2 separate regions of the Oryzias latipes genome follow, and region 2 is linked to region 1. The links are chromatin contacts, called in public Hi-C maps. All regions are on one chromosome and are shown on one strand. Each heading gives the region's core, a stretch centred on a gene start, on an enhancer-like site or on the middle of the called end of the contact. The rest is flanking DNA. Distances are from core to core; before and after follow the strand shown. Region 1 overlaps LOC101163857 (cyclic AMP receptor-like protein A). Region 2 holds the start of atp6ap2 (renin receptor).

What was found. A called contact is a pair of places that touch in the nucleus more often than the background predicts.
Region 2: a contact with region 1 is called in a Hi-C map of embryo, with 2.5 times the contacts expected there. The contact joins the promoter of atp6ap2 here to the enhancer-like site in region 1. A contact is called at or near these places in 4 of 5 Hi-C or Micro-C datasets (embryo, fibroblasts and gastrula embryo).

Annotation. Positions count from the first base shown.
Region 1 is chr21:8,710,065-8,717,061 of ASM223467v1, forward strand. LOC101163857 (cyclic AMP receptor-like protein A) reads left to right here. Exons shown (of 11, transcript XM_011489323.3): 9 at 1,447-1,529. Among protein-coding and RNA genes, the nearest start is that of LOC101163857, 37 kb to the left of the region's middle. Within about 2 kb of position 3,722, at least 6 of the 8 cell types and tissues checked have an H3K27ac peak or open chromatin away from gene starts, as enhancers often do. A contact at or near this core is called in embryo and gastrula embryo, where this site is marked.
Region 2 is chr21:8,793,766-8,800,762 of ASM223467v1, forward strand. atp6ap2 (renin receptor) reads left to right here and starts at 4,278. Exons shown (of 9, transcript XM_004081466.3): 1 at 4,278-4,403; 2 at 6,323-6,453; 3 at 6,548-6,676; 4 at 6,772-6,867; 5 at 6,947-6,997. The coding sequence starts at 4,337.

The DNA of each region.
Region 1 (6,997 bases), core at 2,472-4,971:
ATCAAAAACTTGCATTTCTTAGTGTTTCCTTCTTCAAATTGTTGTGAATGAGTAGCAGACAAAAACAGTTAGAAAATAGCATATACAGTACAGACCAAAAGTTTGGACACAACTTCTCATTCAAATGAATGGGAATGTGTGTCCAAACTTTTGGTCTGTACTGTATGTGACATAGAAAATATGCTGCTCCTGCTCCGCCCCATTCTGGTGCATCCACTCGTAGAGGACTTGATCCATGTACGTCTTTGTTTTCCTCACCTGATATACCTTGCTATTTCTGTTGCACTGTTAATGTCAGGTTGTGAGGGGCTGTAAGCTACCAGGAGAGCATATAAACAGAGAGCTCTCGGCAACGGGGAGGAGAAGGGGGGGTGGGGTTGCTCCATGACAACAGTCCAGCCCACAACTTGGAGGTGAATTTTGAAATGAACTACTGCCGCTCTGCAGAAACTGTCCTAGAAAACTACAGGTTTTCTGCTTCAGGTAGGCTGTGGTTTTGTCCCCTCAGTTGTCAAAACGACCCAAATGTCAAGGTTTTTGGAGTTCCCCAACCATTTCAACCCCGTCTGTCAGTGTGAAAGTGCCTTAATAAAGCTAAGCTTATGTGCCTTTACGTGTAGGGGTTGAGAGTTACCATTCCCTGTTTAGTTTATGACACGGAGCCAGCATTTGTCACACACTGAGGCACGGGCTTCTGTATTAGAATCCACCCGAACTCACAGACGCTCATATAAGATAAAATGCTGCTAGATTTTGGCGTGAATTGTTCAAAATGCCTGTGTTAGAGCTTGCACGCCCTAGGGCCTTTCTGGTGAGTAATTAATTTCCAGCATGTGGGGGTAGAGACCAGAGCTTGTGGGCATGCTTCCTGGCTCCAACTGTCAAAGAGGGAGAGGGAAAGAAAGAAAGGGAGGAAGGCTTTGCGCTGGCTCAGATACTGCGTCCTAGCCTAGAGGGTGAGGAAGAGGAGGGGGGAAGGGGGGGGGGCAGCACAGCACAGAAAATCGATCGGGGGCCACGCTTCTCAGCCTCTTCCGGACGCAAGAGTCCTCCTCTCATGGGAATTAGATAACGGCTTGTAAAAGCTCTCCAGCACCAGGCTCTCCCCCTCCTCGACTTTTAGCTGCTGCATCTCTCTGTCTTCCTGCCTGCTTGGCTGTGAGATATTGAATTCATCCCCCTTCACATAGCTGCAAAGTATTAGCCTCTAGTTTAATTGGAATCCCCCTTTCTTCTCATAACTGTGTGGATATTGCGCATTATCTCCAGGTTAATATTTTATTACGTTTTAATTGGCCTTTGTTGTTTGCCTCAGCGCTCTGATCTTCCCGTTAAGACAGCAACTCTCTGCGCGCCTGTGCGAGATATCCAGACCAAGCACCGGCGTTGATATGGAAATTGCTTTTTTCCACATGGCTCTCCAGTCAACTTTGTCCTCTGCCGTAGGTTTCCCTGGCTGAGGAGATCAAGCCGCTCAAGTGGTATCCCTCCGTCTACCTGCTGGTGTCCATCTTCCCCCTCATCAACAGGTAACCAGCACACCTGTCCTGCTGCTGAGGAGTTTCATTTGCATGTCGGCTCCGCTTGGCTCTCATTCCAGACACTCCCCGCCCTGAGAAGCGACTTGCTGTCTTTTATCTAAACTCCCGAGCTGTGTACACACCAGGGATTTGAGGCGCATTCAAGAACATGCTAAACGCAGTTTAGTATTTGTTTGCACTGAACAAGCAGGGAGGGGCTTCTCCTTTTTTTATTCTTTACTAGGGCATGACCGCCATCTACAGTTGGAAGAGGCTTGGTGGGAAAGGTTAAAGTGGTGGAAAATTTGTTCCAGGCTATTTCTTTCATAGCTCTATTCCAATATATGAAAAACTTGTATATTTATATGTATAAAGATTCAACCTGGATTACCTTGTAAGGTTCTTTCAATGGCCACGGGTTTTGTACATTGAGCCCAAAAACAGTCGTAGAAACATGCTATGCACGAACGCAACAGTTTTGACCACGGAAGCCCAAAACGTGCATTTACATCAACTTTTTACTGGAAGTGGCTGCATGAGAGCAAGTTGCCGAGGGCGATGTGAACGTCGCTAATAACTCTTGACACTGGCTCCTCCCACATGTGTCAGATTTATAAACATCTTTTTGGACAAGAATCCAGCAACAAATTTGACGTGCGTCAAAAGAGGCAGGAATTTGATTTACTGATCGCAATTAGCGTGAACGCATCATCAAGCTGTACACACCAATTGGCACGTCTTTAAGAACACTCATTTAGCCCATGGTGTTCACACCGGACAAGCAGGGAGGGGCTTCTTTTTCTTGTTTTTTTTACTGTTTGCTGATGCATGTCCACCACCTACAGTTGGAAGAGGTTTGGTGCGAAATGTCAAAGTGGTGGAAATATGGTGAATCTTGCTCCAGGTTTTTTCTCTCACAGCTCTATTCCGATATATGAGAGACTTGGTGTCATAGAATTCTAGCCGGGCACAAACTGCGAGTATTAATTTCTCTTACGTGATCAATTTTCAAAACAGTTGGCACTGGCACAGTTGGCAAAAGTGACGCCATTCATACGCCACTACCAAATCCAAGTCCCTGATTGGTCAAAGTTCAACCTTGTTCAACTGTCAACACAAGTTCAACAGCCGTGCGTTTTGTACGCAGAGCCCGAAAACAGCCATAGAAACTTGCATGAATGAGAAGGTTTTGAACGCAGAAGCCCGGAACGTGCATTCACACAGACTTTTCATTGGAAGGGACTGCATGAGTGCGTGGCGCTGAGGGCGGTGTGAACGCAGTTTCACAAAGCTTTGCCGTCGCAGTGCGAGCAAAAAGAAGGATGTGTGGGTGTGGGTGCGTGTGTGATGGAAGCATAAAGCATTTTATTGGCTTTTATAAAACCATGGCTTCATCAGCTAAGGCTGTGTGGGAGGAAGGGGGGGGGTCCGGTAAATGATAACCCCTCCGCCGTTATTAGTCCCCCCCCCTTCCCCCTACCACCACCTTCTCCTTCCTTCGTTTGCTCCCCCCCCCCCCCCCCACCCAAAGCGGTGTGATTGACAGGTCAGGGTTACTAAGTGATTAGCTGCAGCACCTCGGCTTGTCGCTGCAGAGATGTAGGTGGAGACACAGGTCAATTACAGGGTCAACGTCTTTCAAAGGCTCAAACATTACCCCTCCTCTCCCACTCACCACCCCCTTTACCCTTCCCCTCTTTTCATTCACCTCCATTCCAGTTGCCCCCCCCCCTCCTCCTCCTCTCTCTCTCCCTCCTGGGGCTGTCAGCTGATGAAGATGACAAACTGCATCCTATACCCTTCTCACCTCCTCCCTTCCTTCCCTCCTTTATTGCCTCCTCTCCTGCGCTCAAAGTCTTTGTTGTAGCCTCCACATTTCTACTCCTCTTCGGCTTTCCATCTTTCTGCCTCTGTGTTTTCATTTCACCCCCACCACCACCACCTCTTTTTTTCCTCCTCCACTCTTCCTCCCTTCAGCCACACAAAGGCCTCCCTCTCTTGAGCAAATACGCTCCCGCTCGGCTCCGCTCTGCCTTTCTCCAGAGAACGGTGGAGGAAAACGGGAATGAATTGCTCTCTCGTCGTCGTCCTCCACCTCCCCTTCCCCCGTTCGCCAGCGCTGCCTGTATATATCTCCGGCTCCTATTAATTTGTTAGGCTCTCCTTCCTCGCTCACCTCTGTCCCTCCCCCCTGGCTCATATCCTCCTCCTCCTCCTCTCCCCTCCTCTGCTGAGTGCTGGAGTGTGTAAAGTGTTTGTCACGGTGCCGTGCCGATGTCGTCGTGCTCTGCTTCCGCGCCGCAGACAGCCTCCCGCGTGTGCGTTTGGCTGCGAGCGAGCGAGCGCGCGCGCGTAAAGGTGGGCGGTTGTGTCAAGGCGAATGCGCAGCCGTCTGTGCGTGCGCGTCTGCACACTTGTTTGTCCGCCTCAACCGGAGTGTGCGCTTTTTCTCCTCGTCTGTCTGTGAGCAATCGCCTGTCGGGTGCGCGTTTTTCTTCTTCTTTTTTTTTTGTCAAATCTCCGTGTGTGTGCGCGCGCACGCCCTTCCTATGTGCGTGTGTCTGAGTGGGGGATTATTTTTATCTGAGCTCCAAAGCCTCCTAAACAGGGCTTAGAGAGACGGCCCAGGGCAGCAGCTAAAGCCGTCGGATAGAGCTCTCTCTTTCTCACTCCGTGCCATTTCTCCCTGCCCTGATCCACAGCGTGTGGAGGAGCACGCTCCCGCGCACAAACACACTCTTGTTTTTTGGCCCCTCATCTGCCGTCACACAAACACGCAGTCACACGCTATTTTAATCTGTTCCAAATGCTCGCTGGTAAATGTGTTAATTCGACACCAGCTGTTGCGAATTGAAATCGGAACGCTTCCTCGTCCTCAATGGCACGCACACGCACGGACAAGTCATTACGCATCATTTTAGCGACCCCCCACCCCCCATTCATTCAGATGCCCTCATTTAGGCATCACAAAAGTAGCACCCACACCTTTTTTCTCTCCCTTAAGCTTCCCTTAACTGTGTGTGTGTGTCTGTCTGTGTGTGTGCACGTGAGCTCTGCCCGGGCACAACTACAGTTTTCACAGTCTGTTTCTCACATCGCCTCCCCTGTGTACTTTATGCTGTGGGTGTGTGTTTGTTTACAAGGCTCGTCAGATTCCTACTGTGCGCGCTTGTTTGCATAAATAACCCCTCTCCTCGGAACCTGGCTGCTGATTTCAGCAGCGCCGCTCCTCCGTGTGAAAGCGCTCCTCCCCGGATGGCCTTCTGGGGTTTTTCAGAGCGCGTTCTCTCTTCAGCTGGAAGCGCACCCCTTCTCCCTGTTTTGACCAGCAGCAGCAGCAGGAAGAAATCCGCTTCACCCTTTTCCTGCTTCACCTCCTCCTCTTCTTCTCCTGCCTCGGGTTTGTCTGGAAACCCTAACATCCCATTTTTTTTCCAGCTCGCTTTTAGCAATCAGGGTCACACGCCTCAAGGAGGGTGCTTCAGCCCTGCAAATTGGCCTTGGCGGCGGAGCTTGAACCGGCCATGTGTCTGTAACCTTGACTTCACCCTGTCAATCCAGGAGGTAGCTCTCATCCTCCTAGTTATTCTTGGTTTCCCTCGGTGCTGCCTCTGTGGGTTTTGTGGTGTCTATACGTGCTTGCAGGGGATTTTCGTATGGGCTGCCGAGTGTCTAAGCCCCCCCCCCCCCCCCCCCGCACAACCCTTCTGGAGGAGATCTGATTTCCCTCCTCCAGGCTAGCGGCGAGAACAAGACAGCGTGCATGCGTCTTGTGTGTGGTTCAGTGTGTGCTTCTGGCTGCGTGCGCACACGTGCAAACCGGGCCAGGCAGACCTTCCCCATCTCCGTTCTGCACTTTGAAAAACGAGGGAGGAAATCTCAGAGCAGCAGTTATTATTCATCCCTCAAAGAGAACGGGGAGGAGGCGGAGGAGGGGAGGGAGGGAGGGAGGGATGGATGGAGGGAGGAAGAAAGAAAGAGCCAAACGGGAGGGATGAAGCAGGGGTGGGGGATACATTAACGCTTATCTCACTGTATTCGGCGTTCTCCATCCCAGGATGTGCTCCCTCTCCCTCCTTTCTCCTTTCTGCTCCGGCTTCCTTCCGTTGGTTCGCCGTGTGCGTCTCGGAAAACCTTACACTCAGCGCTGCTGGATGTGTGCTTCCTCCGTGTCTGTGTAGGCTGCTGTGTGGTTTGTATCTGCTAAGTTCAGTGTTTTGTTTTCTTGAACAACTGATCCCACGCCAAAACACAGAAACCCAGGTCAAACCTTTCACTTCAGCTCTAATATAACTGCAGAAAATTTTACATTTTAATGTAAAGTTCCTTTTTTTTTTGAGGGAGCGACATAAGAAACCCCAACAGATTTGATTTTTTTTTTCTCCACATCTCACTAAGACCTACATCAGAGCAGAAAACATGAGCCTCTGCAAGTCTGAGACGTCTGCGGTGTCAGATGCCGTGCTCTTGGAATGGCTCGATCGCCTGAGCGATAGCGTCGCCACATGATGCTGTGGGGCCCAGATGATATTTGCTGGGTATGTGACAGCGCCTGCTGTGTGTGCGTCTGTGTCTGCACACATGTGCATCTCGGTCAGGCGCGGGTGTGTAACAGGGGACCGCGGCAGGCCACGTAGCGATCCGTCTCTGATTGAGCAGCAGTGACGCTCCACTATTCATCCCCATTTAGAGAGCTGACAGAGAGCTGGCCTGCAGCGCTGTGCAATGCACGCACACACTGCGTGCTGCCTCGCTGAGGCTGGACACACACACACAGACTCTAGCATGCCTGGTGCGCGGTTATATACAACCAAATACCTGCATTTGCATAATGCAGCATATTCACACACAAATTATATATGTATATATGCGTCTTATTCACTCAAGGCAGTTAAAATATATTGAAAAGTTCCCAGGTAGATACCGGAAAGACGTGCAGAAACGTGTGCCCGTGGCGATATAGAAACCATATACTTTCTACATGCATATAGGCGCAGACTTTAATGTGAGGGAGATGCTAGATAACCTTCCTCGCTCCTGCTTAGGCACACAACCCACCAGCGCTTGCAAATACAAACACGCACGAACCTGCACGCACTCCGTTCCCCCTCCCTCTGCTCTTTCAGGCACGTCGTTAAATATTCATCACTCTGGCTGCTCTGAGAGTGCCGTAAACGCTGCCTCACACTCCAGGGAATCGCTAAAGCCTACTCTATCATCTGCTCTCCCTTCCTCCCCTCTCTTTCTCCCACTCGCACTCTCGTCTGCACGCGCGCGCACGCACAGTTTTAGCCACAGCCTCTCACACGGACAAGCCCATGTGCAAAAGAAAAACACACTCGAAGGCACCACCTGCGGCATCAGCGGACGCACAGTCGCATGCAGGAACCTGAATCGGGCCCACGCACGATGTGAACAAATTTTGTGCAATTGTGTTCGCTGGTACTCCGAGTTTGAGCCGTGTTTTGTTCCAGGAA
Region 2 (6,997 bases), core at 3,028-5,527, 84 kb after region 1:
TTTATTTTTTATGCGCTAATGTAAGTTGTCTCTCCTGAAATACATTCGATCTTTTTTGTATATAAGGAGCATTAAAGACTTTGCACTGTTGGGGAAGTTTTAGCAAGAAAGAAAGATTTACCAATTCGCCTTTGAAAACAAAATCTAAGAAATGTTAATTAAATGTGATTAATTTAAAGTTGATAAAATTGGATCTTTTATTTATTTATTCATTCATTCAGTCATACATTCATTCCTGTCACAAACTTGTTTTGTTCCTTTTGGGGTCACGGGCTGTTGGAGCCTATTCTGGCCACTAGTTGGCGAAGATGGGGGACATCCTTGTCAGGTCGCCAGTCTGTCGCAGGGCCACAAATCACACATCCATGCACACTCACATTTACACCTAGGGGAAATTTATAGTCACCAATTAAGCTATTAAGCATGTTTTTGGATGGTGAGAGGAAACTGGAGAAAACACACACATGAACGGGGAGAACATGCGAACTCCACACAGAAAGGTCCCCCATTGGTGTTCATTTATTATTTAAGCAGAAAATACCCAAATCAAAGTTTGAACTTGTGCGTTTTCTGTAAAAATTACTTGAAAAATACAATTTTGACAAATGTAATCTTTTCTGTGTGAATCCTTTGGTTACGGGGCAAAGCGTTTTGGGTAAACTTGGTCGAAAAGTGTTCTGTGTTGATGGATGAGACCAAGACTACATTTTTTTATGTTTTGAATTTCTCAGACTAAATTCATTAAGAGGAAAAAAAAGGAGTTTCTATAAATTTCTTCAACTTTTACTCAACGAAATAATATTTTTTTTCCCTGACATAGTGGTGTCTATTTGTCTGGTTGTGGTGAAAGGCTTGAAAGTTAGCAGTTAGCTGCATAACATAGCTGCTAAAGACATGGAGTCAGTTTCTTCTGGAGGACATTCCCAATAAGGCTGTGGATGGTTACTTAGGTGTTGATCTGATCTGATTCATGAATCAATATCAATGAATCCCCAATCAAACCACGATTCTCACAATTTAATATAAACATGTTTGAATAGTTGCTATATTTGTATTCTGAATGGATGAAAATATTAATAATATCTATTTATCCACCATCATTTACACCTTTACTTAGAGAAGGAGATCAGAATCAACAAAACATAACAATTAAAAACTAAGATTTAGAAAATAAGAAATTATATTTTTTGCTTTAAACTGTGTTTCACTCATTTCTGTCAACTTACTGGTTAACTTCAACAGTAAACCAAATATTTTGGATAATTTAAACAACAAATCCTGAAAATATTCTCCATTGATTTTCCATCCTCAGAGTTTTCTGACCACAGCTCCAGACGCGTTCTGGTACACGTTCTCAACCATGCAGTCACATTAGATCGCAAGATTTTTTATGTAATATTCCTTTAATTTTAGTTTTATTATATTTTTTATTCGAACTGATGATCATATTTGAAACAAAATAGTTTTTTTCAAGACACATTTCAATAAAAAAATGAACTTCAATCTAGTTTTTTATCTACAAAAAATACTTGATAGTTTTACTTTAAAATAAGAACCTTCCCCAACAATTTACTCATGAGTTTTAATTTACTTCCAGTGCATTTGATTTTTTTAGTTTATGTACTTAAAATCCAACATTATTCAACACTTTAGAGCAATAATTTCATTGCCTTGAGTGTAATTTTAATACACTTTATTATATTTATAAAGATCACAAATCAGCAATCTCAGACATGGTAAATATTCATACTCAGCCTTTCTGAAATAAGTTTTCAATATCCAAGTATACGAATAATTGTTACATCACTAATTTTAGGAAATCTCTGTTGTGCTTCTCAGAAAGTAAAAAAGCAGAAATTCTCCTTTCAAAACCCCTGACATGTGTTTTTGATTGTTCAGAAAGACAGTGTTGATTTTTGTAAGACAACATTTGCAACTGCAGCAGTGGATGCAGTTTATTTTTTCACTGAGACCTTACTGTGAGCTTTTTGTTTGCTAGTACTTCATGAAAGACAACTTTATGACCACAAACCATTACGAATCTGGGTTTATTTTTTACCTGGCCAGGAGTCTGCTGAAAATAACCACCTTTGAATCTGTAAGTGTCATTTACGTATGCGTAACAAACAGAAGTCATTTTTCAAATAAGTACAGGGAAGTTATACATTTGGTTCATGTTGAATTCTATTCTGGATTTAGTTAAGACCTTTACAGTTATAGATAACATATGTTGCACAACCAAAAACGGACGTTACACTCATTTTCTGCAGGTTATGCTCACTAAACCAAACCGTTGCCTTCAAATGTTCCCTTTCAAAAAAAATGTTTCAGATTTGATCAATCTTGGACAGAATGTCTGAGAGTCTATTTACATCAAATGAACTTTATCTCCCACAGACTTCAGTTGAAGTAAAGAGAAGCATGTTAACTGTTCCCCGTTTGGTTTTACAGACTAAAGTTCTCACAAAGTGTGCTTCCCGCGATGGCAAAAACAGTTGATCCAACTGCTTGTTGTATTTAGCAGCAAAGTTAGAGCAGAATTGGCGTTGTAATTTGCTGCAGGCCTGTCTGCCTGGACCTTGGATGAGGGGTGTCAGCTGTCAATCAGCAAATTGAGGAGGACAACAGCATTTCAGCCCAAACAGAAAGGGGCAGCATCACATTCGGAGGCAGCTGGAAGGTCACAGTCATGGAAATCCTTCCTGACTCCCTTCCCTCTTTAGTGAACCAAGAAGAATGGTTCCAGCTTAAAGATGTGAATGGAAATAGCTATTAAGGTTTATTAATAGACATCATCCGAGCGAAAATAAAGAGGTAGATATTTCACAGAAATAAAGTTCATGGTGGTCATCTATTTCATAGAAAGAGGATTTTTCTTCATAACTGCTTAAAAACCCTGGTAATGACTGTGTGTGTGCAGCTCGGCTTTTCTGCTAATGTCTGAACCAATGAGCTTTTCTACATTATTCATCTGATCAGAGAGACATTTAATTGATACTTAACACTTTGGGATTTGTAATTAGTGATTTGGGAGAAATATGATGGCACTGAAACATGTGAGCTTACAAATGAAACGAGAAGGAATCTGTTCTTGGCGTCGAAGGAAATAACTCAACAAGAGTAGGTATTCAAGTATAAAAAATCTTTTTTTCAAAAACATTACCACTGTGCATAATAACATTCATTTCATTCATTTTCTTCCGTTTTATCCCTTTTGGGGTCACGGGCTGCTGGAACCTATCCTGGCCATCCGGCCATGAATGAATGAATGAATGAATGAATGAATGAATGAAAATGTGCATAGTAAAAGTTAATTTCTTAAAATCCTTAAGTATGCTTCAGCAAACAAAAAAAGGAAAATTAAAGGTTGAAACAATAATGTCACTTTGAGGTTATTTTTTGCCTACTAAAATATATTAAAAAAATGAAATGGTGTAAAACCTGATATGGTCCAGACTAAATTAGCATTTTTTTCCCTCTGGGAAAAATGCAAACTTAGAGAAATGCTGCGTTCCTGTACTATTGGAATGATATGAAAAATGGCTGTCTCACTTGGAAAACACATATGAGCTTTAGAAAAACAACAAATATTCCAACGTCACATGAACGCATAATAACTTTTTGCACCTTAGCAAAGGTCAATGTACAGTATTTATAGTGCACCGTCTATGGATAGACACCAGAGTTTCAGGGAAAATAAAACATTGATAAAGATAATCAATATACCGGTAATTGAATCTAGTTTGGGGGGCCAGATGTTTTATGGGCTACCTATGGCCCCTGGGCCGTAGTTTGCCCACCCCCCAGTTTATACTTTAAAAGAGGCGGTTCACTTTTTATATTCTCTCTTTGTTTGTGAACTAGAACTGTTCCAGCTTAGTCTGAAGAAATATTCAATATACTTCCTACAGTCTGCATACATGGTCTTTAGTACACATGCTATACTTATACTCAAGTATGTATATGTATGTGTTCATATATGTTTGCTTTTGTGCATACATGGGCAAATGAATGCATGAGTTCAATAATTGATTATTTAATATATTAAATGATACGTTAACCCATCTGAATGAAGTATTAATTGTTGGAAGTTTGATAAAGTGGAGGAAGGCTTGAAATAAAATGTTCAAATTATTCGGTTGCTGGGCAGATTACTACATTCTCAACTCATAAATTGGCCTGTATAAAAACATTTGTTAACCTACTATCTTTATTTAAAACTATAATGTTTTCTGGCGGTAAAGCTAAAAATGAATGGAAGTTTCCCCTTGTCGCTTCTCTGTCACGTGATCTCCTCTGGGCGTCACGCGGGTCAGCTGATGATCGCAGGAAGAAGATGTCGCTGAGGAGCTCTGTAAGGATGGAAGCCATTCTCGCCGTAACGCTTATCCTCGTCACCGCTGGTAAAAATACAAATCCATTAAAGGATCTCGTATCTTAATGTGACATTGTGGTTGTAGGAGTGTGGCCCCACGAAGCGGAACTATGATGAAGGGGCGGAAATAAGTCGAGGGACTCATTGCTAGCATAGCAAGTTTAGCTTCTGGGAAGGTTCATTTCATCATCTTCCACAGGCTTAAAACATTCAGTCAGTATTATTGTCGTGTTTTAGTGTTGGATAATTTTTGGTTAACCACCGGGTTCATCATAAATGAAGCCTTTTGTCACCACACCAGAGCGTTATCGTTTAGCTAACGCTAAAGATGCTAGAACGAGACACAACACTGTACTTCAAAATTCCTAGAATGGTTTCGTCCGAAAAGTATAAACAGTTGAGACGTTTGGGTTTTTCTGGATTTCTCATTTTAACAAGCTGTCATGTGACAAACTCCGAGTTCCTCTTCATTCATCCTGCATGTCACGAGTGGAGTGGACCAGTGACCTCTGCTGAGTTATTGGGACAACATTCATAGATTTAAGGAGAAAAGTCACCGTTTATGTCCCTGCTGTAGCTGTGGATACCGTAGAATCAGTTACAGTTTAATAGCCTTACCATATGTTGTCTTAATCTTTTCTATTTGGTATATTTTTTATTCTATCTCTGTTTTTAAATCCTTGTTTGTTTGCTTTTTAAAATAGTTTTGTTCATTTGTCAATTGTTGTTGTGTCTAACGGTTTCTGCCCAGCCTTAAGAGTCAGTTTCTGATTTAAATAGAATAAAATAACATAAAAAAATAAATCTAGAGTTCAGTAACTGTGTTATCTTTGCCTTTCCTCTATCCAGTCAGGCTGTGTTAGTTGAAAAAAATCGGTTTGATTTAATAATGATTTAGCAAATCTAAAGATTCATTTTCTTTTACCATTACGCTTGAATTTATTTCCAGCTATGATAAATATTCAACTGTTTTTGCTATTAAGTAAATGTTAAATATAAGTACTTTTGGAGCCAAAGTGATTTGATTTGCATCAATAGACGTCAAGTGGTTGAGGAATTAATTTTTTTCTAGGAACAGGCTTTGGGTTAGTTTTTAGGTAGACATTTTAATCAAAGTTTCAATTTGGTATAGTAAAAATCATTTGTTTAGGACAACTGTTTTTTTTTTTTTTTCCTATGAAATTCATTTTGGAAAGAGATAGAAGGAGAAATAACTAGAGGAACCACTTTTAGTACTATTAGAACAGTGTGCTTAAATCCAAAATCAAATTATTTCCGTTTGGTGACACAGACCAAGTTCTGCTATTCAGGGGAGAAACCCCCCCCGCTTAGATCAGAGTATTCACTTTGATTCAGTCCTCAGTACACAGAACATTTGTCTTTCGGCTTCTCCTTTTTGGAGTCGCCACGGTGAATCATCCGCCTCCGTCTAACCCTCTGGATCCTCATCGAATGCTTCTAGATGGCTTTGGCAGCATTATTGAACAAAGTAAAGAGTGGTAGATACCTAGTTGGTATGCTCGACCAGGAAGAACGAAAACTTTTTTTTTTTGGAACAAAATTTCAGCCAGGAAAGAATGAATTTGACCGTTTTTGTAAGAAAAAACCAACAGTCGGTGTTCTGTGCAGCACCAACGGTTTCCAGGATATTCTAGGGATAAATATACTTCCAGCACACTTCTGAGAAATGCAGTCAGAACAATAATCAGAGGCTAGAAAAGTCATGCATCAATTCTCAGGAGATTTTAAAAACAGAGAAGAAAACCAAAAGGACTTCAGTTGTAAAATACATCCGATTTGAAAACCAGAGCTCTCAGGGATTTATTTAGCAGAGAATGGGTTCTGAACTGCTGATAGAAACGGTTCACAGTCTGTTTAAAGAACCAAATGTGTTTGTTTTTTTAGGCCAGTGTTTCTCGGAATCACACCTCCTCTTGTTTCCTTCAGGTGTCCAGGGGGACAGCTTGACAGTGCTGCAGGCTCCAGAGTTTTTGTCTTTTCAGAAAGGAGACTGGCCACTTTCTGGAGAGAAGATCCCAGACTTGGTGGCTCTAACCATGGGTTTCTCTGTGGAAGAGGCAATTGACAGTTTATAATCTTTCCCTGATATTTTTGCATTCATATTTGCCACAGCTGAGCTGCTTTTTCTGACAGAATGTTTTCTCTGCGCAGGATCTGTCCTGGCCGGGCCTCCAGGCTGGTCCGTTGTTCCAGCGACCTCGGGCTAACGTCCTGGTGGTCGTGAGAGGAGTTGACAGCCTGGATTTGCCTCAGAGTGTCGCTTCTTACCCCTTGGAGAACGTGAGCCAGACTGTTTTCTACATTGGAGTTTTGTCTACCAAAAAAATGTGGTATTTCATGGGAATTACTGAGGCTTTTTGTTTTGTTTCACACAGCCCGTGGCCTTCACTCTGGACAGTGTTGCAGAGATGGTACACTCCACGTTCGCTGAGTACACTCCTGTGGTGCTGCAGCTGGCTCCCAGCGAGGAGGTAGCCTCATGTCATAACAGATTTGGAAACCCCAGGAGGTCGTGCTTCCCTCCCATTGTTTGTTTTTCTTTTTTCTCAGAGACTTTACATGCTTGGCAAAGCCAATGCCGTGTTTGAAGACCTACCAGTC